Linked DNA regions of Columba livia: region 2 is linked to region 1. A link is a contact called in public Hi-C data. All regions are on one chromosome and are shown on one strand. The core of a region is the stretch at or near the end of the contact, and the rest is flanking DNA. Distances in the headings are between cores, read along the strand shown.

Region 1 (4,690 bases), core at 1,257-3,756:
AGGTCAGGAGTTCAGCGTCAATACAGCAAGTGCCAGTCATGACACAAAAGACTCAGGGATCAGATATACCTGCCAAGGGTTGCTTGGGAGGGAGGGTATTGAGATGGATAATTACTCCTTTCATCTGTGCTGGTCTTCCTTGCCATTCACACGGGTCTCCCGGCTTTGTCCTTGCACAGGTTGTCTCTCCTAGCAGGGCCCTACCCAAGAAACCCCAGGTGAGTGTAGACTAGTTGAACGATGAGGGATGTAAGAGCTGAACCTCCCTTTTCACAGAAGCAATGGTTCAGGCTTCAGTAGAATCACTCCTAAGAGCAACCATTTGTTTCTGTCATTACCCCCAGCTTCATGCCGGAGTGATTCAATGAGGTTACTCCAGATTTACACACCAACAGCATTAGGGATTCTAGAGGAACTATTGTGAACTGTTGACTGCAAGAAAAGAAACAGGACCCTAAATCTCCAGAGTAGGAGCAACTGCTTTTCCTTGAAGTCCTGCCAGAGTGGCTAGTACTGGTGTTTCATATTCTCAAAGTTTGGGGTGTTATTTAGTGAAATTCCAAATAAGGGAGATATAATACGCAAAATCTCACGCATTTCAAGGTACACACTTCATCCAAACAACAGTTTGAAACATCTGCAGTACTAAGGATTTGCTTGAAAACAGACCTCTTACTGGAATTGCTGTTTTCTCAGTCTTTCCCAAAGCCTGATCTCCATTTGAGGGAAAGCTTTCCATGTTTTCAAGGTTTTGTTGGGGTGAAATTAGATCAGTTTTATGAAACTGAGACAAAACACAGTAACCTCACGTTCTCAGTTCTTCACACTCCCTTGAGGATGCTTCACAGAGCCCTTGGGAAAACAGATTTATAAGTGCCTGGAGCTCACTTGTTTTATTGTCTCTCTGCAAACCCCCCTCATAAGACAGAATGGGAGAAAAAAAGACTTTTTAATAGTTAATTAAACAACGCTTATCAAGTTGCATTTAAAGTTTCCTTGGTCCATGGGAGATGGTGCAAAAGGCAGAAGAGGTGAGCGGCTATGCCTGCACATCTAGCCCAAAAAAGGGGGAAAGCGAAGGGGGTTGGGAACTGGCTGCCTATTATTTTTGGTCACTTCTAGTCCAAAACGCTCAGTTTTGGCCGAAGCTTCTCTGCGTGTGCAGCAGATGGCGCAGCTGCAGTAGTTGTCCCACTGCCACCCACTGTCCCTGGTGCCACCCACTGTCCCCATGCCAGCCCCAGGGCCATCTGAAAGGGCATCCCTCACTAGCTGGTGGTTTCATTCAGCCCTTTTTTGGCTGGGTCCTGCACCATGAAACCCCAAGCACTGGATTTTAGCACTCTCAGAGAGGTTTGCAGCAAGGAAAGTGGACTCCCAGCTGTCCCAAAGAGGGAGGCACATCCCTAAGGGATGCAGGAGGTACAACTCCATCACGCAGAGATGGATGTGCCATAAAACCCCACAATGGAGCCTCCTGGGTCACCGGCATCATTCACAGCCCTGAGCTCAGCCTGAGCCCTCCAGCCCGCCTTGGGAAGTTTAAAACGGGGTGAGACAAAGGACAGGCTACAAAACGGGCCATGGGGAGCAATCCAACGTTGGCTCAGGTGCTTCATTTCCATACCAGGAGGAAAGAACCATGTCCCCAATGGAGGACTCGCCTCTGCAGGCGATGCCAGTCCCGGTGATGGAGACCAGAGCCTGACCAGCTGCCCCAGGAGCCATGAACCGACCTCCTCCCACCGCCAGTACCCTTCTGGGCCCAGCTGCATCCATCGGAGCAGACTGGTGCTTCTCATCATGGCCGGAATGGTTCCCACTGGACTACTATTTCTGTCCGGGAGTGACAAAAGAAGGCAGTGTGAAGCCTTTATTTTTGGGACTCCAGGCTATCTTTGCAGGCTTTGTGGTTTCAAGAGACATGTCTGCTCCCTTTATGACAATCGACTGCTTCTTCTCTCATCTTCAAAGGCTGAAACTAAAGCTTATTACATTGCTAATTTTGTCCTGGGCCAACAACTCCCCTCCTACCCCTTTGTGGTGAGAAGCAGAGTAGAGGTGGTTATGCCTTTCCTTTTTCTTATTTTGTTTTTAAGTTTTCTGCTTTTGTTATGATCTCTTGGAGGAGGACTAAGTGGTTGCTTATAAAAGGGAGAAACTTGTGTTTGTACACAGATCTCTCAGCAGTTTAGAAAGAAAATACAGTGGGGAAAATATTATTCTGCGTGGAAGAATCTTGGCAGCTGGTGGCAAACAAACAATGAGAGGAGGGATACGGAACAGGAAGGAGAAAGAGTTTAAGTTGGGTATTTTTGGGGAGGATGTGACCGTGTCCTATATCTTTATTTGCAGTTGCCTTCTCCCTCCCATCCCCTAAACTGGGAGCCCTTCAAAGCTTCTTGCCCTTGGCCCGTGGCCTTGGGAGCAGAACAGAGACAGCCACAAGCAGCCAGCTGCCACCTTTGTCCCTGCAGTAGCACTAAAAGGCACAGCTGGGAAGCATCTGGGGGATTTATTTTTCCTTTATTTTTTTTCTTCTGAGAACAGTCGCTTTTTTTCTTTTTCCTGGAAGCACATTTGTTTTAAACTCAAATTTGCCCAATGCTTTGGTGGAAGTCCCTGCATTTCTCCTCGACAGCCACAGGGTGTCAGCAGCTTTATGGAGTGGGTTCCCTATAGGAATCCTAACTCCCTGAGACACCCCAGCTCTAGAGCAATGCTTTGGGGTGGAACATATACTGCCTTGTCCCCCCATCAGAGTTTCCAGTGAGCAAAGGATTTGCTCCGAGCCCCTAACACACTGGAATGGGGCTTCATGATTTCAGGGCAGGTTATGTCAGTTCTTCCCCAGTGGATAAATTATCCCAAATGATCCATGAGCTGGTGGCATGTCTGGGCACAGGATAGGTTTGAGTGGCACCTGGGGGTCTGGGAGAGGAAAAAACCCCAAAGGTGACAGGAGTGACAACGAGATGAGCTGAATTCCCAAATTCCTGTCTCTCTGAAGGTCTGAAGGCAACTCCTGGGAAATATAAGTAAGGGGACTCCATTGGGATTTCGGACAGCCAATTCAGACCCCAGACATCACCTTTATAGCCTCATCAGTGCATTATTTGTGTGTTCCTGAGCAGAAACAAAGAGCTTTGCCATGTCTCAGCTATGAGTTAAAAAATCCCCTTTGACTTTCCAGCTTTATCCAGGGAGGGAAACAGCAGTGAGAAGCCACAAGTCCATGTTCACAGCCAGACACAGCCCCTGGGGTCTGAGAGGAGCATCAGGAGGTACAGGGGTTAAGTCCTGTGCCAGTCCTACGAGTGGCCTTTGCTGTCCCTTATCTTATTTTGTGCCTCAAGTGTCCCATCTGTAAAATGGGAACAGGGTAATCTCCCTCCCTTGCAAAATCTGAGCAGCACGGAGAAGGAGCTCTGTTGATGAGCTGTGTTTTCAGCCTGGAGAAGGCTCGGAGGACACCACATTGTGGCCTTTCAGTGTTTAAAAGGAGCCAATAAGAAAGATGGGGACAGACTTTTTAGCAGAGCCTGTTGTGATAGCACAAGGGGTGATGGTTTTAAACCAAAAAAGGGCATATTCAGGCTAGACATGAGGAAGAAATTTTTTACACTGAGGGTGGTGAGAGCCTGGCCCAGGTTGGCCAGAGAGGTGGTGGATGAACCATCCCTGGAGGCATCCCAGGCCAGGCTGGACGGGGCTCTGAGCAACCTGAGCTGGTGAAGATGTCCCTGCTCATGGCAGGGGGGGCACTGGATGAGCTTGGAAGGTCCCTTTCAATGCAAACTATTCTATGATTCTATGAGGATGGAGTGACTTGGGAGTAGTCCTTCAGATCCCGTGTTTCTCACAACACTGTTCCCATCTATTCCCCAGCTCATGACAGAACGAGGTGACACTTCTAGTAACTCAGCTCAAAGCAGGATATTCCAGGATGCAAAGACTTGGGAGGAGCAAACTAAACCAACCTGAAAACAAATGGATGAGGACCAAGCAGCCCCGCTGTGTCTGGCTCCAGAGATGTCTTGCTGTCACCAGTCACCTGCGTGCCTTCCAGGCATGCACTAAACGTGGGATTCATCTTGTTTAACATGGTCCTCCCAAAAATTAGAAATCTCACTTAATGAATCAGCCAGGCTTCCCCTCTAGTCAATAGAAAGAGACAGGTTTCACCACGGGGCGTTTTGTGCCATCCTGAATAGCTGTCTGAGGCAGATGGAGTGAATTGCTTTCTGGAGATGCCAGTCTCTCTCCATTATCTATAAACGGCAACTCATTTTGATTCAGTGCTGATGACTGGCATTAGGTGAGACAAATTTCAGCCTGAGTGACTGTCTGACATCTCTCACAGATGGACCATCCACCCTTTCCTGGCCGTGATTGTGGGAAAAGATGTGTGGATGGTTTATTACAGAAATGCTTGATTTTGCGGGCAGTGTTTATTTGCTCAACGTGTCATAACACAAGAAGAGGGTTAGAGAACTGCACCTTGATCACCGTCTATCTTGAGACGCCATGCTATTGCACAATCATGAGCCAACTTCTGCAGAGCTAGAAAAGCTGCAGATATAAAGCTGTCTCTTCTTTTAGATAAGCAGAAAATGGGCCACTGGGCAGGTTTTAGGTAAGAGCTACTAGAGCTTGCCGCTAGTGCAGAGGTGACAGTAGGAAACAAAGG
Region 2 (4,834 bases), core at 1,547-4,046, 230 kb after region 1:
GATTCAACACAAAACTGACTCCGGCAACCCACTGCCCCCCAGGATCTGGCTGCCAAAGAGGGTTTCTGCCTCCTCGGCGGCGGATCTCAGCCGCTGTCACACCGGTGCTGAGCCTTTTGCTTTGCCACATCTCCAGGCTGTCTAGTGCCAAGCTCCGCTGTGGATGCAGAGAAGGGATGCTGGCAGGTGAATGCACAAGGAAAGGCTCAAGTATTTCCTCTCCCTGTGGAGAAGTTCAGCATCTCTCTTAGGATTTGCAACAGCGCTCATCCCTCCGCTAGCCAGGTGCCGGATTGCAGGCTGAACAGATTCAACACCAGTCTTCAGCGCCTACAAGGCAGTTACAATCATCAAGCAAAAAGCTTCCCAACAGCACCGTGATTGATCATCAGCCTGTATTTTAAAACACCCGTCTGGACATAAACAACACTTAGACCATGCGGCTGTCATTTATTTTGCATCTTATTGATATCACCGAGCACCACATATTTAGGATGGGACAGAAAGGAAAAAACGTCGGACTGGTGCTTTAGGAAAGGAAGACACCCCCATGGAGGATGGGTTTGGGTAGAGGAGGGAAGAAAATCCCACGCTTTCGTGATGGGGCTGGGGTTGCATATTTAAACCTGGCTGCACACAGAAAGCAGACGCACATCTGTTGCACTGCTTGAAGCCCGGCTGTGGTGAAGGGTCCCACACACAAACAAACAAACACACACTACCCGAGGCAATTAAACCACAAGCAAAATGCTGCTTTTGTCCCCAAAACCTTAAGACAGTGGCTTAGTCAGGGGGAGGAAGCACCTAATCTCACACTGGGAGGCACACGCTGTAATTAAAATCACAGAGACGGCAAAGGCAAAGCAACCCCATGCTCCACTGGTCTTACCCGCTCTCAGATTTAACCAGCTTCTATAAACAAGACCCGGGTGAAACAGAGGACAGATAAAGAAAATAAGTTAGCACGCTTTACGCCTTCCAAAATATTTGTGCAAGGCTGGTGCACGCTCAAGATAAGTCCCTAGAAGGCTGCGAGCGGTTGCATCGGCTGTAAAAATCCCCTGACACCGTCATTGTTCCCCTGGAATACAAGCATCACCCGGCACTCCGGGGATCCCTGTCCAAACCTCCCCTCTCTGCACTGCTCACCCCCGCGACCTGGGAAGCTTCAAACCCTTTTTGCTATCCCCAAAACCTCGCATCCCGGTGACGGAGGGAAGCCATGAAAAATCAGGTGCGTTTCCAGCAAGCGCTCTGGCGCGGCTGTTCGGCAGCAGGGCTGGAAAGCAAAGCAGAGCAGACGCGGGATGGAAGTTTTGTGGAAGAGGAGCGCAGCCACACGCTTTCCACCTGGTACCTTCCATGGAGGAGAGTCCTGCAGGTCCTACACCCGGATCCAGCGCAGCAAATGCTTCATCCCTTCCCAGTACAGAGAGCAGATGGGGCCCCAGGAGGAGTGTTTCCCCTGGGCTGGATATGCAGCAGCCACACGCAGCCGCTACAAACCCAAGCAACACTTAGCCCTGCTGGGGCTGAGCATAGTGGGTTTGTTTATCTGGGAGGAACTCATCTGCTGCCGGAGTATTATATTTCCACCAAAACCATGTGCGGCTCGGTGTTTAGATCACTTCTCCCTGTCTACATAATTTAAGGGCATATGTCTGATAAATGAAGAGCATCAATACTCAGGTTTCGGTTGCAGCGCACACATGCACGGAAGGAGGGAGGTTGATCAGAGCTGACTCTGCAGCCAGGATTTGGGCAGTCAAACTCTCCAGCACCTTGCAGGAAAGGGAAAGACAGGGAGGTTTCCCCTTCCCTCCTAGGTGTTCCCCGCCCGGGGTGGCCCCTGTCCCCATCCATCGGTCACCCGGCAGGCACTGAGCCTCTCCGGGAAAAGGGCTCTACCTCCAACCCCATCCAGCTGCAACCTCATGGGAAGCAGGAAAAGTTTGCAAATGCCTCCAGCCCCTCACCCGGGGAAGGGTCTGGAGCAACGGGAGCGGGGGGGGAAATACCCCCCGAGGGGAGGAAAATCCGCAGCCGGGGATGGCAGGGGGTGGTTAAGAACAGGCAGCGACGCTGGAGTCGCCACCTCCGGGGAGAAAAGTTGAGCCTTGTGCATGGGGAAAAAGCCACCGAGGACCCAGGGCGGGGGGGTGGACACCGGGCACCGCGTCCCCTCCGCGCTGGGCATGTGGAGGAGGGGAGGGAATGCCGGAGGTCCCCGCTGCGAACCCCCCAGCATCCTCCCAAGGCAGCCCGGGAGGGGCGGAGGGGCCGTGCCCGGCCACCCTCGGCACAGCCCGCTGCCCGCGGGGGTCCCTGCCCGCCAGCCCCGACCCCCTCCCCACCACTCGGGGTGGGGAGAAGCGGCGGGGGGGGTGGGGGCACCTCTCATGGTGTGTCTGTGTCCCCCCCTCCCCTCCCCTCCACTCCTGCCAGGTGTGCAGGGCAGGTACCGCTGCAGCCCCGCCGGCCCTCCCGGGACATCCTCCGGGGCATCCTCCGGGGCATCCTCCCGCCAGCCCCCGCTGCCCGGGCGGGGCGGGGGGGGATCCTTACCTGGGAAGGCTCCTCGCTTGCTTTGGGTGGGTTTTGGTATATATGTATATATAGTATTTTTCTCCTCTCCTTTCCCCCTACTTCAGTCTTCAGAGCAGGCGCCGCATTGACACTGCAGATGGTCTCTGTGTGTGTGTGTGTGCGTGTGTGTGTGTCTCTCTCTCCAATCCCAAATACTCCACGGAGGCGGAACACGGAGCCCCTCTCTCTCTGCACTGGGCAAACCGTGTCTGGCTCGCCCAGAGCGGCGGGGGGGGGAAAAGCGGGGGGGGGCGGAGGGGGGGGGAAAACGCAGCTCCAGTTTTCACTCCCCCCCCCAATCACCCTTTCCCTCCCTCTCCCAGCCCTTCCCCCCCCCCGCCTCTAAATCAGAAAGAGGGGGGGTAGATACAGGCAGGCGAGCTGGCAGGCGGGGTGCAGGCAGGGGATGCTCTACGGGGCCATGCCCGGTTCCGCGCACGGTTCCGCGCCTGTTCCGCGGCCGCTGCGCCGCTGCCCGCCCGCCGGGGAGGGCTAGCACTGCGGCTGTCTCGCCAGCCCTTCCTCCCCAGCCCTTCCTCTCTCCAATGGTGGCTGAGGAGCGGGGCTTCGACACCCAGGCTCTTTTGCAAATACACACACAGACACACACACACCCCTCTTTCCAAAAAATAATAACAAAAAAAAAAAAAACACGAAAAAGCCGGAGAGGTGTGGAAGTGCGGTAGCAACGCGAGCACAGCACGGCAGGGAGGGACAATACTACTAATAATAATACAAAAATGAAACTATTATAAAAATCCCTCTCTTTTCTTTTTATCTTTCCTCTTATTTTTTGTTGTTGTTGTTTTTTTTTTTTTTTTTGCAGAGTACCCAGTTGCTCCTCCTTTCACCAGCCCACCCACCTCTGGGAGAGGGGCGATGGCTGTGTCTGGACTGCAACCCCCGCAAGCCGCTTTTCGTCGTCCCAAAGTTTGCAGAGGATGGGAATGGGGACGGGGATGGGGATGGGGACGGAGCCGCCGCCTCCGAGAGCGCCCGGGGCTGCGAGCGCCGCCGCAGCCACTCTCCCACGGCTGCAACTCCGGCTGCTGCCTTGATTTCTCCTCCGGGTGCCTTCCCTCGCTCCTACTCACTACTGACACCTAGGATCTCCAGCCTGATTGGGCTAATTTGGAAATGTCGCTGCCCCCACCTCCTAAAAAAAAAAAAAATAAGAAAATCAAGGAATCGAAAGCATCTTGCCGGCTCCCTCCATTGCCTCCCCAGGAAAACCCTTCCCGACATCGCAGCTCTAGCTGGCATCTGCCTCCCTTTTCCCTCTCCAGCGTGTGCCCTACCGCTCTCCTCCGGCTGGGACAAAACGAGGAGGGGAGCAGATCAGAGAGGGCATGGGGAGGCTCGGAGGAAGATCAATCTCTCAGCTTGGGTGAGCAGCAATCCTAGAGAGTGGCTGCAAGCTGCTCTGCTCTCTGGGTCTTCATTTAATTCCTGGCAGCCGTAGGAATAATAGTATTTTATTTTTTTTTTCAAAGCTATTAGTGCTTACGGCCTGAGTTTTGTGTCCGGCAGGTTGCCGGCCTGGCTGGCCGGGTTGCCCCACAGAGCAGACACTGCTGTGGAAGTTGGTTCTCCCCTTGCAGAGAACTGAACTCTGCAGATAATATCTGGGCTCTGTTGGAGCGGCGAGCAGATCAGACAGCAGATGGTGGGAAGGAACAAGCGATGCTCTCGGGGTGTCCATAGCCGCACGTAGCAACAGGGCTGCTTCCCTGTAGAGATGGGGGAGCCCTGATGCCACGGGGATGGGCACCTCACAGACATGTGGGAAAGCAACTGGGGAGACCTCCTCTGCTTCCAGGGGTGTTGGCCATCCTCACATCAGGGCAGAGAGGGGAAAACCCTGGAGGTGATCCTGCGGCTTCTCCCTATCCCACACAAGATGAAGGCATCCAGCAGGGATGCAGACAGAGGCTGGTAACGGGGGTCCCACCTCTCAAAATGAGCAATAGCCACAATCACAGGCAGGGATTTCCTCTCGGGAGGGATGTTATACAGCACCAAGCACAGCAGGACTCCCCCTCCTCCCCACAGCCTCTACCATTCACAGAAAAAAACAGGCTTAATCCCAAGCTTTGTATTTTTAATTATCTTAAATTTATGCCACAAAACACAGGGGCCGGGGGCTGCCTATTTGCATGCTTCAAGATATTTATTTTTCAACAATATCATGTTTTCCTTAAAACAAGTTTTATCTCCTCGGCGCGTGCCTGTGTGCACGTGTGTGTTT

The links. Hi-C and Micro-C count contacts between places; a contact is called where the count stands out from the background.
Region 2: a contact with region 1 is called in a Hi-C map of liver, with 8 times the contacts expected there. The contact joins the promoter of PLXNA4 here to the enhancer-like site in region 1. A contact is called at or near these places in 2 of 2 Hi-C or Micro-C datasets (crop and liver).

The regions. Positions count from the first base shown.
Region 1 is chr1:208,939,290-208,943,979 of bColLiv1.pat.W.v2, forward strand. The region is part of intron 3 of PLXNA4 (plexin A4); the gene reads right to left. Among named protein-coding and RNA genes, the nearest start is that of PLXNA4, 230 kb to the right of the region's middle. Within about 2 kb of position 2,507, at least 1 of the 3 cell types and tissues checked has an H3K27ac peak away from gene starts, as active enhancers do.
Region 2 is chr1:209,166,492-209,171,325 of bColLiv1.pat.W.v2, forward strand. It overlaps PLXNA4 (plexin A4), which reads right to left and starts at 2,797. Exons shown (of 32, transcript XM_065049321.1): 1 at 2,566-2,797.